2 separate regions of the Mus musculus genome follow, and region 2 is linked to region 1. Evidence: chromatin contacts called from public Hi-C data. All regions are on one chromosome and are shown on one strand. The core of a region is the stretch at or near the end of the contact, and the rest is flanking DNA. Distances in the headings are between cores, read along the strand shown. Region 1 overlaps Cygb (cytoglobin). Region 2 has its middle 30 kb from the start of Gm39478.

Region 1 (6,446 bases), core at 2,517-5,016:
ATACCAAGCCAAAATAAAATTTATTTTTTTGTATTGCAATTGGGAAAGCCCCATAGCCTGAGGTGCTGATTATCTCGTGTAGGGGTGGGGGCATGTTTCTCCCATCACAGCATTAGCGTGGAGCTCAGAGGCCAACGGCCCGGAGCCAGTTCTCTCTTCTTCCACCTTGTTGAGGAAAGAGTCTCTCTTGTTCCTGTCACTGTTCTGTTCCCTGGGGATTCTGTCTCACTGCCAAAGAGTGCTAGGGTTACCCATGTGCCATAGCGTCCTGCCTTTTGGGTTTTATACATTCCAGGGATCAAACTTAGTTGCCAGGTCTGAGCTCTGAGTGACTTTACGCCTTGGCTTGTCTCCCTGGTCCCTGGGCCATCTTTCTTCATTTGTCCCTCATTACAAAGCTTCTGAAAAAGTCCTCTGTGTTTTCGGGCCCACTGCCACCTTGGTCCACACCCGCTTCTTCATCTGAAGAAGCCAGCAGCAAAACTTCTCTCAAACTTTCACAGGCGGGGGGGGGGGGGGGTCATAAAGTGTCCAAGGTCACACTCAGCATCCAAATGGGTCCCTGTCCCTCTCCACGTGGATAATGCTCTTGGTCATTGTCAGACTCTTCCTGCCAAAACCAGCTGTGGCCACAGACGGGTTGGCCAGCCGGGTGTTCTACGTCCCCCCCACATCAGACTCTCTGGCCTGAGCCACAAGCTGTGAGCTCCTCTAATGTCTCAGCGACACAGGTCAGGACACTTTATATACTCTTTCTGAAGAACTCTCACTGAGTCCCAGCAAGGAGGGCCCGACGCCGGGGTGATGGGTCAGAGCGTTTGTGAGACCCTCCCTCTGCTTATGGTTCAGGGTCTGGTCTGACAGACTAAGAGGGTAGCAGAGAAAACCACCCAGTGGCACTAATGGCCATGGAGAAACAGCCACCCTAGGTGACCAGAAAGGAGCAGGTCTGACATGGGGCATGTGTCAGGCATCCCACTGCATCATGGGAAGGAAGGCTGGCAGATGCTAAGTGCATCTGTCTGGCTGGGACAGAGGGGACTCTGGGCAAAGGCAGTGTAGGCACAGCTCAGTCAGTGGTCCCAGAGGGACCTGGCCAGAGGGAGAGCCTGTGATGGATGGACATCTCTGTATGAGAGTAAGAACCATTACCAGGGTGGGGACATAACTACTTCTCCCCCGCCTCCATCTTGGCCATTCCGGAGGGACTCAGAGGGAGCCCCCTGCTTCAGCACCCACCCCCTTCCTCCTACCAGGTTCTTTGTGAACTTCCCTTCGGCCAAGCAGTACTTCAGCCAGTTTAGACACATGGAGGATCCCTTGGAGATGGAGAGGAGTCCCCAGCTGCGGAAGCACGCCTGCCGGGTCATGGGGGCCCTCAACACTGTCGTGGAGAACCTGCATGACCCAGACAAGGTATCCTCTGTGCTCGCCCTGGTCGGCAAGGCCCACGCCCTCAAGCACAAGGTGGAACCTATGTACTTTAAGGTACGTCCGTCCTTTTCTTTGCTCTTGTCCAGAGCCCGCAGGCCACTGGGCCATAGCTCCCTACAACCTATAGCTCTGGGAGGGCTCCTGAATAGCAGAGATGGCTACCGTGCTGCTAGCCTGTTCCCCTGGAGAGGCTGTGGCCAGAAGGGGACACAGCAGGAGAGAGAGGTAGGACCAGCCCAGTGCAGTCCTTGTCCTGAGAGCATGGTCTCCAGTAACCACCAGGCTGTTAGTTTGTGTCACACAAGCCAGTGTGACCCTAGCAGGGATCCTGGGGACGGTGGGAGGCAGGGTGCTCAGGCGCTTACCCCCACCTTCCCTCCTTTGCCCCCAGATTCTCTCTGGGGTCATTCTGGAGGTGATCGCCGAGGAATTTGCCAATGACTTCCCTGTGGAGACGCAGAAAGCCTGGGCCAAGCTGCGGGGTCTCATCTACAGCCACGTGACCGCAGCCTACAAGGAAGTGGGCTGGGTACAGCAGGTCCCCAACACCACCACGTGAGGAGCGGGTGAGGGTGGGCTGGGCAGCCTCCCTGCGGTGTCCTCTCTTGTCCCCCCGGGCTTCCCATCTCTCCTGGGACCAGGAACCCTTCAGGCTTGCAGACACATTGAAAAGCAGACACAAGGCAGAGGGCCTGTGAGACAGCGCCCTTCTCACTGCAGGCCAGCTCCTGTCCAGCCCTGACTCTTGGCTACACAGAGCTGTGAACTCCAAGTAGATTTATCTGGGCAGTGCTTCTCCTTGTCTGGAGCAGGGAGAGTTCAGATCAGCCAAGGTTATGATGATTTCCCGGCAGGGCGATGGCTCCTCAGGCTCAGAGCAGAGTGGGCCAACTACACCCTTCCTCCCTGATACCAATCCTATAGGCCTGTTTCCCATTCACAGTGACCAGTCTGTACTTCCATCCACCGTCTGCCTTAACAGAGCTGGAGCCAGGAAGGTCACGAGGACACATACACATGCCCAGCCCACAAGGGACCTACACGGGTGTCACGCCCATGGACAAAACTAGGGGGATATTTACTTCCAGTCTGACCAGTGGAAGGCTTCCACTTCTAGGCTCCGACAGGGTGGCCGGACTCAGTGACTCCTTGCTGGCTGGAAGCGCCAGCGAGGGCTGGGCTGGCCTTCGAATGTGGCCGGCGGCTGGGAACACTCAGACCCCCCTAGACCTCCAAGAGGGAGCTGAATGGAAGGGCAGAGGCAGAACTGAAGGAGGAAGGAGGAGAGCGGAGGCGGGAACAGGAACCAGGGGTCAGCCAGCGGCTTGAGACACGTGTTGTAGAGAAATATTCCCAGCAGTTTCCCATGGAAAAGGCTCTTCTAAGGCCCCCGTGCCACCTCCTGTTTACGGGCCTCCCTGCCCAGCTCTGCAGAGGTCACCAGGGGCAGGGAGAGGCTGGGTCTGCTGCCCTTCCTGCCACTGACCAACCAGTCCACTCGTGCCTCTTCCCAATATCAGCAGCTCCCCAGGAGAGCAGACAGAGTTCTCAGGAATTGTTCCTTGCCTCCAGGTCAATTCCAGATGTGTACAGCTGGACCTAGCCTGCCCCCCAGACCCTGGAGTTTTACCTGCCAGAGAAGGGCATTGGCCAGGCTGGAAAACTGAGGTTACCTCCGGTTGCCACTGAAAGAGACCAGGGAGGAGACTGGAAGGGGAGATGTCAGAGGGGCTCACCCCCCACCCCCACCCCCACCTCTCCCCCCACCTCTCCCCCCACCTCTCCCCCCCCCCCAGGCAGGCGCTGCAGCCTGAGATGAGTTTGTTTACAGCCACGGACACAAGACTTCCTGCTTTTGGAGAAAAGAGCTTTTTACAGGGCCTAGAGGGACTGCAGGGAAGAGCTGGCCAGCCAGCCCCAGTGAATCAGAAACACATGGCCAGAGAGCTCCCCCGCCCCTCCTGCCCCAGCTGGACCCCAGGGACTTAGTTCTAGCCAAACCTCAAGCGCCTGTCCCCCTTTGGTCCTAGTAAGCTGAATGAGGGTAGATGATGAGGCGCCAGACACCCCAGGGCTTAGCCACCTCTCCCCACCTCTCCCCGGGGCCTGAGCACCCACACGGGGTCTCCCTAGCTGTCCCATTGGGATCTTCTTCTCCTCCCTTAACAGCCATCATCCCCATCTCTGGTGTCCTGGGGGCCTAGGCATGGGCCACGGCCTGTGAGACCCCACCTACTGGCGGGATCTCCTTGCCTCACAGGGCAGGGTGGAGTCTCAGGGCCAACTTCTAGAAGGGCCCTGTCCAACTTCTCTTATCAGGGAAACAGAGTGAGCCAGACCACACTGTTTATTGAACTGTCTCTGCTCCGGGCTGTGTGACTCTGTGTGGGTGGAGGGGTTCTGGGACGGGGCTAAAAGGAGTTTCATGGATGAAGACATTACCACACAGAAGCCAGGGAGCACTCGCTCTGCTGCGCCAAGCAGCACAGCCTATTTCCAGATGAACGGAAAACAAGTTCAGGCTGGCTCTCCCTGTGACATCGTAGAGTGTGTGACATCGTAGAGTGTGTGAATCGCTTCTGTCCTCAGTGGGCAAGCATATACGACGCCGGTCGCATTTTAGAGGGACAGATCCAGGCCCCTTGTGGGCCACCCAACTGGCTTGAGGTAGCACAGTGAGGTTGGAGGTAATGGGGGGTTGTGCAGCGGTGTTGGGTCTCTCAGCAGAAAGGGTCCCATCCCAAGACCCCCAAGTCACCTCTCCCGGTACCTCAGGTGTCCCATCATCCACCTTTCCCCACTGACCCCTGTAACCTGTTACCTTCATCTCCTGTCTCATCCACAGCCCACCAGCCACTCTGCCCTCTTCAGGGCCGTAAGACCCCTCCCAGCTCCCCCCTCCCTGGCAGCACTTTGGGCAGAAGGCCGACTTCTGAAGACACGCATTGACCTTCCATTTCTGGGTGCCAAGGAAGCTGGAGGAACCCCTGACTCGACTTCCCGAAAGGAGGCCTTCATCATGGCTGTGGTCCCCCCAGGCTACTGGGAGGTGGGGCTGGATCCCTGGATGCTGAATCTAGCAGAGGGGAATCCCTCTGCCTCACAGCAGGGGCACACTCTTCTTAGCTTTTTCTACTGACTGTTAGAGAGGGACCTGGCAAAGTGGCCGGTGGGAAGCGAGGACAAGCCCGTGAGTCACTTCAGAAAGGAACTATCCCTGCTTCACTCTGCCCGCCAGCATGCAGGTTCTCCTCGCCATCTCTAGAGCATCACGCACACACATCTACCATATACACAGATATATTCTATATACTATCTATATATAAATATATATAACACACACGTACATATCTATCGAGTGCGCCTGCAGGCCCAGAAGCCTAGGTCTTGCCCAGCCGTGGGAGGCCAGAAGAGTCCTGGCCATCTTTCTGGGCAGCTCTACCGGGAGCAGGGTGAAAGCTGGCAACAGCACAAGAGGAGGGGCCAGGTGGGAGAGTTGGGGTGAGTCAGCTTGCTCCTACAGCTCAGTGCCCTGCATTCCTGCCCTACCCCCACAAAACAAGAGAATCCCAGAGCTTGGGAGGCGGAGGAAGGACAATCGTTGCGTCTGAGGTCAGGTGGTCATCTACCTGGTCTCCACGGTGGTGAGTTTCAGGCTAGCTGGGGCTACACAGGAAGACCTCGGGTCAAACGGAAGAAAAAAAAAAAACATAAAGATCTGGCTCCCCTCTCCTCTCCTCCCCTCCCCTCCCCTCCCCAAGGGTTTGCCTGACTGGCTTGTCCTGGAAAGGGCAAGGATCAGGGCACACACCAAGAGTTCAGGAGATCCCAATGGGATGTTGGCCAGTGTATGTGTCCGGTATATGGGGGTGGGGGTGAGGGGCAGCCTCAGTGTGGAGCCCTAGAATGTCAGCCTCACCTGCTCACTTCAGACAGCAGCCAGGCCACAGGACGGGGGCTGTCCTCACACCCCTCAGCAGACCAGGGCCTCTCTCTCCTGCCCTCCTCTGGGGCCACCTGCTCACCCTCTCCACATAGTCTCCTTAACATTGCTGGGAACCCCGTGTGTACCCCTTGGTCACGTGTACTGTCCTGGAAGATGTCTTACTGCTGTGGCTACCGTGCCTGCGTCCCCTCTGGTCCCACCCTCGCACAGCCTTCCTGTAACTGCCTGTCTTTTGTAGTTTCTGATGTTTGTAACCAGATCCAGCTGTGTCATTAAACCAGGTCTGTTCTTCCTGTCTCTGGCCTCTGCTTGATCTTTTCCTCCTGGACCTGCCGTCACCCCTCTCTCCCCTCAGCAGTTCTAGCTAAGGGTGGTTTCATTGAAAACAGTTCCATTGAGGGAACCCCTTCCCTTGTGCTGGCTCTAGCTGCTCCTGGGTGGGGCACTCTGAGTTGGACTGTCGATTGCTCAGAGGCTAAGAAAAAAAGGGCAGAAGTTGGATTTTATAGGAGCAAGGGATGGGTCTGTCTTACTAAAACTTCAGAGAAGCTAGGACTATCTGGTTTAGAGCTTTCTTGGGAGGTTGAGGCGGGGTGGGGGTGGGGGTGGGGGTAAGTCACAAGTTTAAAGCCAGCCTGAGCCACTTAGTAAGTCCTTATCTCAAAATAAAAAATAAAGAAAGCTGAGGGTCCAGCTCAGGGCAAGAACATTGGCCTGGCCATACCCAGGCCCTAGGTTTAATCTCCAGAAATAAATAAATAAATAAATAGATAAATAAATAAATCAGTGCCTTTTGGATTTTGTCCAGGAAATCTGGCAAGGACAGGGTCAGTGTGGGATAAAGGGAGTGTTGTCAGAGCTGGGCTTGGTAGCACACATGTGTCATCTGAGCACCCACCAGACGGGGAATGGAGGATTACAAGTCAGAGGACAGCCTGGGCTACATGATAAGCCCCTGCCTCAAAAAGGGGTGGGGTGGGAGTACTGTCCAGCTGTCCATGCAGACGGGCCCTGGTCGTGTACACTAGTGACATAGCCAAAAATTAAACCTCAACCTTCTAGGCCT
Region 2 (6,541 bases), core at 2,164-4,663, 590 kb before region 1:
ATTGCTGGTGGACAGATGCACACCTAACAAGGAACACTCACGGTAGGGTCCAGCAGGTGGGTGTGTGGGCAGGGTTTCACCGTCTGTCTTCTTGTTTGAAATGTTTTCAGAAAGTTAGAAAATTGGGGCCTGAGCTAGTAAAGAAGTTCTATTGCCTACTGAATGGGCACCTGGGTTCAATCCCAGTGCCATGTAAAAGCTAGGTATGGCTGAACATGCATGTGTATACAGCCACACACACACACACACACACACACACACACACACTCACACACACAAGTCATTTTTGAAAACCAAGGTAATAAACAATACCGGAAGACAACGTTGACCTCCACGCCCGCTCACTGACCACACACACACACACACACACACACACACACACACACACACACACAAGTGGGCTGGAAAAACTTGAGAGATTGAAACACTTCAAACAAAACCTAGGAAAATACAGTACAGAAAGAGTCAGGGGGCACCAGCCTCCTCCCCCGGGTGCCATAGGCTGGGATTGGAATTCAGTGGCTCCTTCTTATTATTTCCTGAGGGTCTCCTCTTGCCGCTTCCCTCCCCTTCAGCCTAATCAAGTTGTACTGGCAGCTCTGCAGCAGCATGCAGCCCTTCTGCAGAGCCAAGGAAAGCAATACCCAAGTACATGGGCTTTTAAGAGCTTGCACCGCCCCCTGCTGGACAAAAAGATCCCTGCAGCTGCCTCTCTATTTCCTGCAAGTAGAGAGTTAGCCCTTGCTGGGCCACCAACACCCTGCAAATAGACAGTGTTGATCAATAGGCTTTGCCTGTCTATAGAACACACCCACCACGTCCACAGTGACTATCCAGGTCCTTGAGGATGGTCCTTGCCCACCAACACAGGTCACAAACGCAGACCAAGGCTACCCTCTCCAGGCAGGACACCAATCCCCAACCCTTTCTCGCCACCTTGGGCTGGGACACCAGGCAGAACCCTGAATCTGTAAGGTATACCTTCTTCTTCTTCTTCTTCTTCTTCTTCTTCTTCTTCTTCTTCTTCTTCTTCTTCTTCTTCTTCTTCTTCTTCTTCTTCTTTTTGTTTGCATGAATGTCTGTGCATGGTGTGTGTCTGTCTGGTACCCTCAGAAGCCAGGAGGAATCATTAGAGTTACAGATGGTTGTGAGCTGCCATGTGGGTGCTGGGGATGAAAACTGGGTCCCCTGCAAGAGCCTTAACTGCTGAGCCATCTCTCAGGTCCTGGAGTACTCTCTTCATTATTGATAGCTATGTCCTGTGACATACACCACACATGTCAACACACACGTGGCTGGGAGCCCTGAACTGGAGAGACCGTCGCCTAGGACACCGGCTGGCCTTATCCAAGTCCAGACTGAGGGCTTCCCAGGATGAGCATGGGGCAAACAGAACAGAGTCAGAGGCCATTTCTTTCCCACCCATTTCCACAGCACCCCTCTCCACTCACACCCTCCTTGGCTCTAACGTCAGAGCCTTTGTTTTTGAGGTCCTCTCTGCCCATGGCTTTTGAACTGTTGGTTTTCTCTGGCTGTTCAAGCCCCCAAGTCAGTCCACCCCTCAGTTGTAGGAGCTTCTAATAACTCCCCATAAACACACACCACCGCAGCCTGGGGAGCTCGGTCAGCAATGTCTTGCAAACAGGATGACCCGAGTTCAAAATCTCAGAACCCTGGTAAAGAGCCTGGTATGGTGACGTGTGCAGTTTCAGCCCAGGTGGGTCCTCAGAGCTCGATGGCCACCTGGCCTACACAACAAGCTCCAGGCTGTTAAGCGACTCTGTCTCAAAACATGTGGTGGGTGGTGCCTGAAGAACAATAGCCAAGGCTGTCCACTGGCTTCTACATGTGCGCACACACACACATACAGACACCACATCTCCTGCTCAAACCCATGTGACAGGCAATGCTGAAGGAATCAAGTGGCCAGGTGGTGTGCTATTCTCCACTCTTCATTGTAAGCTTCAAACCCAGGCGGGTGCTGTGAGGGTAACAACTGTCCACGGAGCAGGAGAAAGTACCGACAGGATAGATCAAATAAGGATCTAATAACCAGCATATATAAAGAGCTCCCTCAACTCAATAACAAAGCAACTTGACTCAAAAATGGGCAGAGCCTGGTGTGAAGGCACACACCTGTAATCCCAGCACTTGATAGGCGGAGGCAGGACCATCAGGGGTTCAAGGCCACCTCAACTATTACTAGTCTTATAACCAGCCCAACACCAGCTACACAGGGAGAATGGTGTCCCCCACAAACGCCTACCACCCCAGACTCTTACTCTGGTACTCTCACACCCCATATCCCCATACCCCTACCACCCCATACGTCTATCCCCCCCCAACACAGAGAGCAGTGTCTGGGAGAAAAGGCTCTTGGGCAAGCTATATGGCTCAACTGGTAAAGGTGCTTGTCACTAAGCCTGATGACGTGAATTCTGTTTCTGCACCCAAATGATGGAAACAGAGAACAGATTTCTTCAAGTTGTCCTCTGACCTCCACACGTGTCAGGGCAAATGTACACAAACACAGATAGACTCTTTTTTTTTTTTTTCTTGAAAGGAAAAAAAAAAAAGGAAAGGCTTTTTGTGGATAGAATGTGGTGGCTTAAGTTGTGATCATCCCAGCTGCCCAGAGGCCTTAAATATCCTCATTTTTAGAAAGGCAGAGGGAGATCTGAGAGAAGCCGGTCACGAGACAGCAGAGGCAGAAGCCAAGAAAGCCGACGCTGCTGGAGCCACCAGGAGCTGGGAAAGCATTGGGCCAAGAGCTGCTTGGAGCTTCAGAAGGAGCTAGCCCTGCCCAGCTCGTTCTGCTTCTGATTTCTGACCTGCAGAGCTAAGCAAAGTCACAGCAATCCATCAGTCACAGCTGGAGCCCGCCAGAGGCTCTGCGGCCAGCCCAGAGGTGGGAGATGAGAGGACTGAATGGGGCAGTGAGCCTCCAGAGAGCCCCGGTTGTCTGCCTGCCCCGTGGCAGAGAAGACCTGGGACCCTGGTGTCTCACTACACAAACCAGACCCCAGCCAGGAGCATACATCCAATGCCAGGGCAGTTGGACCCTTGCAGAGAGCCATGTGTGGATTCCTTACTGGGCAGTGTCTCCCATGATCCCTGTCTGTGACTGCCCCATTGGCCTAGCCTTTCTCACCCTCCCTGTCCTCTCCTTGTCCCCTGGCTGAGTAGAAAGCTCCCTTTTAGAGAGTCAGCCTCTCTCTCTCTCTCTCTCTCTCTCTCTCTTTCTCCCCACCCCGTGCTGAAACACAAGCGCTTGGAACAAGATAAAACTGCTTAATTTCTAAGAGCCACAAAGCCAATCCAGAAGACTGAAAAGAGAAACCACGCCGACCCTTGGCTGAGAACGCAGCATCCCGTGCCTCTGGGGCCTGTCTCTGCTCAGTGACTCATGCCAGCCCTGCTGAGGAGCCTGAAGCATTTGCCTGGGGAAATCTCTGAGAGGACCCCGGGCCAGCCCCACAAGGTGGGAGGGGGAGCGGAAAGGAAAAGAAAGGACAGGGCAGAGCTAAGGATGCCCACTCAAGCCCTGAACCTCTTCCCTGCGGCTAGAAGGTCCCATGGCCCCAACCAGGGCAAGACCACACCCTTGACCACACCTCCTGGGCAGCAGGGCTGGACCGGCTTCAGCCACCAGTCCTTGGGGCATCCAGCCAGCCAGGTCTCCATCCACTGGAGTGCCCTGGCCCACAGCCTCCCAGCGTGGAAGCAGGGATGGAAGGAGGCAGCTTTCATAGCATCTGACACTGAGACAGAATGGCAGGATACAGCACAGCCAGCTGGAAACGGGGAGCCAGCCAAGTGCACACCAAAACCTCAGAAGCCCACCAAGGGGAGGGACTCAGTCTCACTCTACAGATAAGGAAACTGAGGGCAAGCCACAAAGTAATCTGCTCAAGGCCACCCTGCAGGGACAGGGCAAGAGCCTGACTTCCCCGGGGACTGGGGTTAGGATTAGGGCTCCAACTGACCCTAATTAATCAACTGGGTGAAGACCAGGCTGGAGGAGGGGTGGGGGTTTTCCTCTTCTGTCCTAGTCTGGCCATTTACGGCTGAGTTTTGGTTAAGAAAACTTTTGTAAAAATACATCCAAATGAAGGGTTCCTAGAGCGACAGTCATGCCTAGCATGGTGGCCTGTGCCCAGATCCAGTTACTCAGGAGGCTGAAGTAGGGTAATCCTGAGTTTGAGATCAACCAGGGACACATAGCAAGACGACACCTCAAAATGAAAAAAAGAAAATGTAAATGTCGGGGAGAACTGCAACTGTACAGCACCTCCAGGCACAACTGAGGCCCTGGATTCCATTCACAGCCCCCCCAAAAAAAAAGAGGGGGAGGGGAGGACTGGTCTTTGGCCGTGACCCATCCTAAGAGAAGGCACCACGTGAGGATGTAGCTCACTGGTAGAGTGTATGGCCCTGGCACAGTACCCTGGTCCATTCCCAGCATCACATAAACCTGCGGCAGGTTTGTAATCCCAGCAACCTGACCATAGAGGCAGCAGGATTGGGAGTTCAATACCATCCAGGACTACACAGTGAAATTGGGGCCAGGTAACCTGCCTCAAAACAAACAAAAGGAGAAGGTCTCGCTCTGGTCCGGTGCTGCGCTGTCCTTGGCTAAGGGCACCAGTGAGGGTCGGGTGGTGAAGGCCAGGATCCAGGGCTCTCAAAGGCTGCTTTGTTCTCTGGTCAGCCTGTGAATCTCCAAGCTTCCACCCTTGAGTCTCAAGGGAACCACCTCTCCCTCATGCGAGCCTCTCAAATACCCTGCTGTCACCTACCTGGGCTGGGCCCTGTCATGCACAGAATGAAGGCTGGGCTGGACACATGTGTGGCTTAGTGGTTGAGGAGGCCCTGAACCCAAAACCCAGTACAGCCGCACAGACAAGTGCAGGCCCCTGTCAGCCAGCCGCTAACACAACTGTCATTTTACAGCTGGTCACGAGGAGGTGGCAGGGCCAGGCTTCCTGGGGGTGGGGTGAGGATACATCACCACCTGTGCAGGCCTCGGAAGCAGCTGCTAGTGTCCCCTGCCATGTTGCCTCTACAAACTGGGCAGAAAACCTCGCCTATCTACTAATCATGCTGATCACAAGCAGGTTTCCCTCCCGGGTTTCGTGCTGTGCCCGACAGGATCACAGGACACACTGCTGTCAGCAAGACACCAGGTGGCCACCTCTCAGTGAAGGCCTGGCCAGCATCAGAATTGCAGTAATCCCAGGGTTGGTGGTGACAGGTCATCCCTCAGATGGGACCTGAGATGTGTCTTCTTCCTTCCCTTTGGCTTCTCAGGGACCTCTCTGTGCATGCACTCAGAGGTAACCAATACCCCGGTGCCAATGACACTTTGGGGTGGGGTTCAGTCTCATCATGAGCACAGGACAACACAAATCCGGAGTACGAGTTACATCTCTAAAATCCGCCCCCATACTCTCCTGCAGCCCCTGACTCAGATGACACTCAAGGCAGAAGGGGCAGTAATGACCTCAGACATTGATGGTCCCAGCAGGAACTGGGAAATTTAACCTGGGAACAACTTGACCAGGGTGGCTAAGGAAAGGAGATGCCTTTCCCTGAACTGTTCACACCCCTGCTGGGTCTATATTGGGTCTAAGGGGGCTGCAGGAGTACGTGGTTGCATGTGCACTCATGCACACTGCACTCTGGCCCAAGAACACACACACACACACACACACACGAGGGTGCACACGTGTGCATACACCTCCTCCAAGCACTGGGAGACACCACCTCTATAATCAGCAGCCCGGGAGGCCCAGCAAGGCTATTTCAGGAGGAGACCAAGGCCAGATGATAGATAAACAAGCTTGCTTTGGCCCTGTGCAGAGTCCATCCCCACTATCCACCCTTCCAGCGTCTCTGAATTCACAGCGATCACAGACAGAAAAGTGGCACACCGGAAAATGAAAGAGAAACAGCTCGGCAGAAGGGGCCCAGTTTAAATAAAAGCCAGACCCGGCTGGGCTTCGAGTGGGGAAGCCACATTCCAGCTCACCAATGTGGAATAGTCAGCAGGAAAAGAAAGAAAGAAAGAAAGAAAGAAAGAAAGAAAGAAAGAAAGAAAGAAAGAAAGAAAGAAAGAAAGAAAGAAAGAAAGGAAAGAAAGAAAGAAAGAAAGAAAGAAAGAAAGAAAGAAAGAAAGAAAGATTTCTGTAAAAGTTGTTAAACGTGACCTTGGGTGCTCACTTCCCAAAGCCGCAGTATGGCCACACCATTTGGACTGGGGTCCTGGTCAGGGATGGGGTACCCGGGACGTGGAGGGCTGTGGCCTACCTGTGATGCGATCTCTCTCCATTCCTACGGATGTATTTACAGCAGGCAGCTGGGATGCCGGGTGTCCCCTGCGCAGAGGGGTCCTCCTCCCCTTTCTCACCCCGTCGCCCTCCTTCTCTCCCTCTCTCTCTGCCTCCTCCTCCTCCTCTTCCTCTAAAAACACTCTTTGTCTGGTCTAATTTCTTCAATCTGTTGCAATCACGAACAGATCCAAATTACCACATTTCCATGT

What was found. Hi-C and Micro-C count contacts between places; a contact is called where the count stands out from the background.
Region 2: a contact with region 1 is called in a Hi-C map of uterus, with 3 times the contacts expected there. The contact joins two enhancer-like sites. A contact is called at or near these places in 1 of 484 Hi-C or Micro-C datasets (uterus) and 1 of 115 datasets of contacts at active chromatin or transcription factors (pancreatic cancer cells).

Annotation. Positions count from the first base shown.
Region 1 is chr11:116,644,826-116,651,271 of GRCm38.p6, reverse strand. Cygb (cytoglobin) reads left to right here. Exons shown (of 4, transcript NM_030206.4): 2 at 1,257-1,488; 3 at 1,826-1,989; 4 at 4,280-5,677. The coding sequence ends at 4,313. Among named protein-coding and RNA genes, the nearest start is that of Cygb, 6.3 kb to the left of the region's middle. Within about 2 kb of position 3,766, at least 70 of the 459 cell types and tissues checked have an H3K27ac peak or open chromatin away from gene starts, as enhancers often do. A contact at or near this core is called in pancreatic cancer cells and uterus, where this site is marked.
Region 2 is chr11:117,232,488-117,239,028 of GRCm38.p6, reverse strand. It overlaps a transcript of Septin9 not described here. Among named protein-coding and RNA genes, the nearest start is that of Gm39478, 30 kb to the left of the region's middle. Within about 2 kb of position 3,413, at least 80 of the 459 cell types and tissues checked have an H3K27ac peak or open chromatin away from gene starts, as enhancers often do. A contact at or near this core is called in pancreatic cancer cells and uterus, where this site is marked.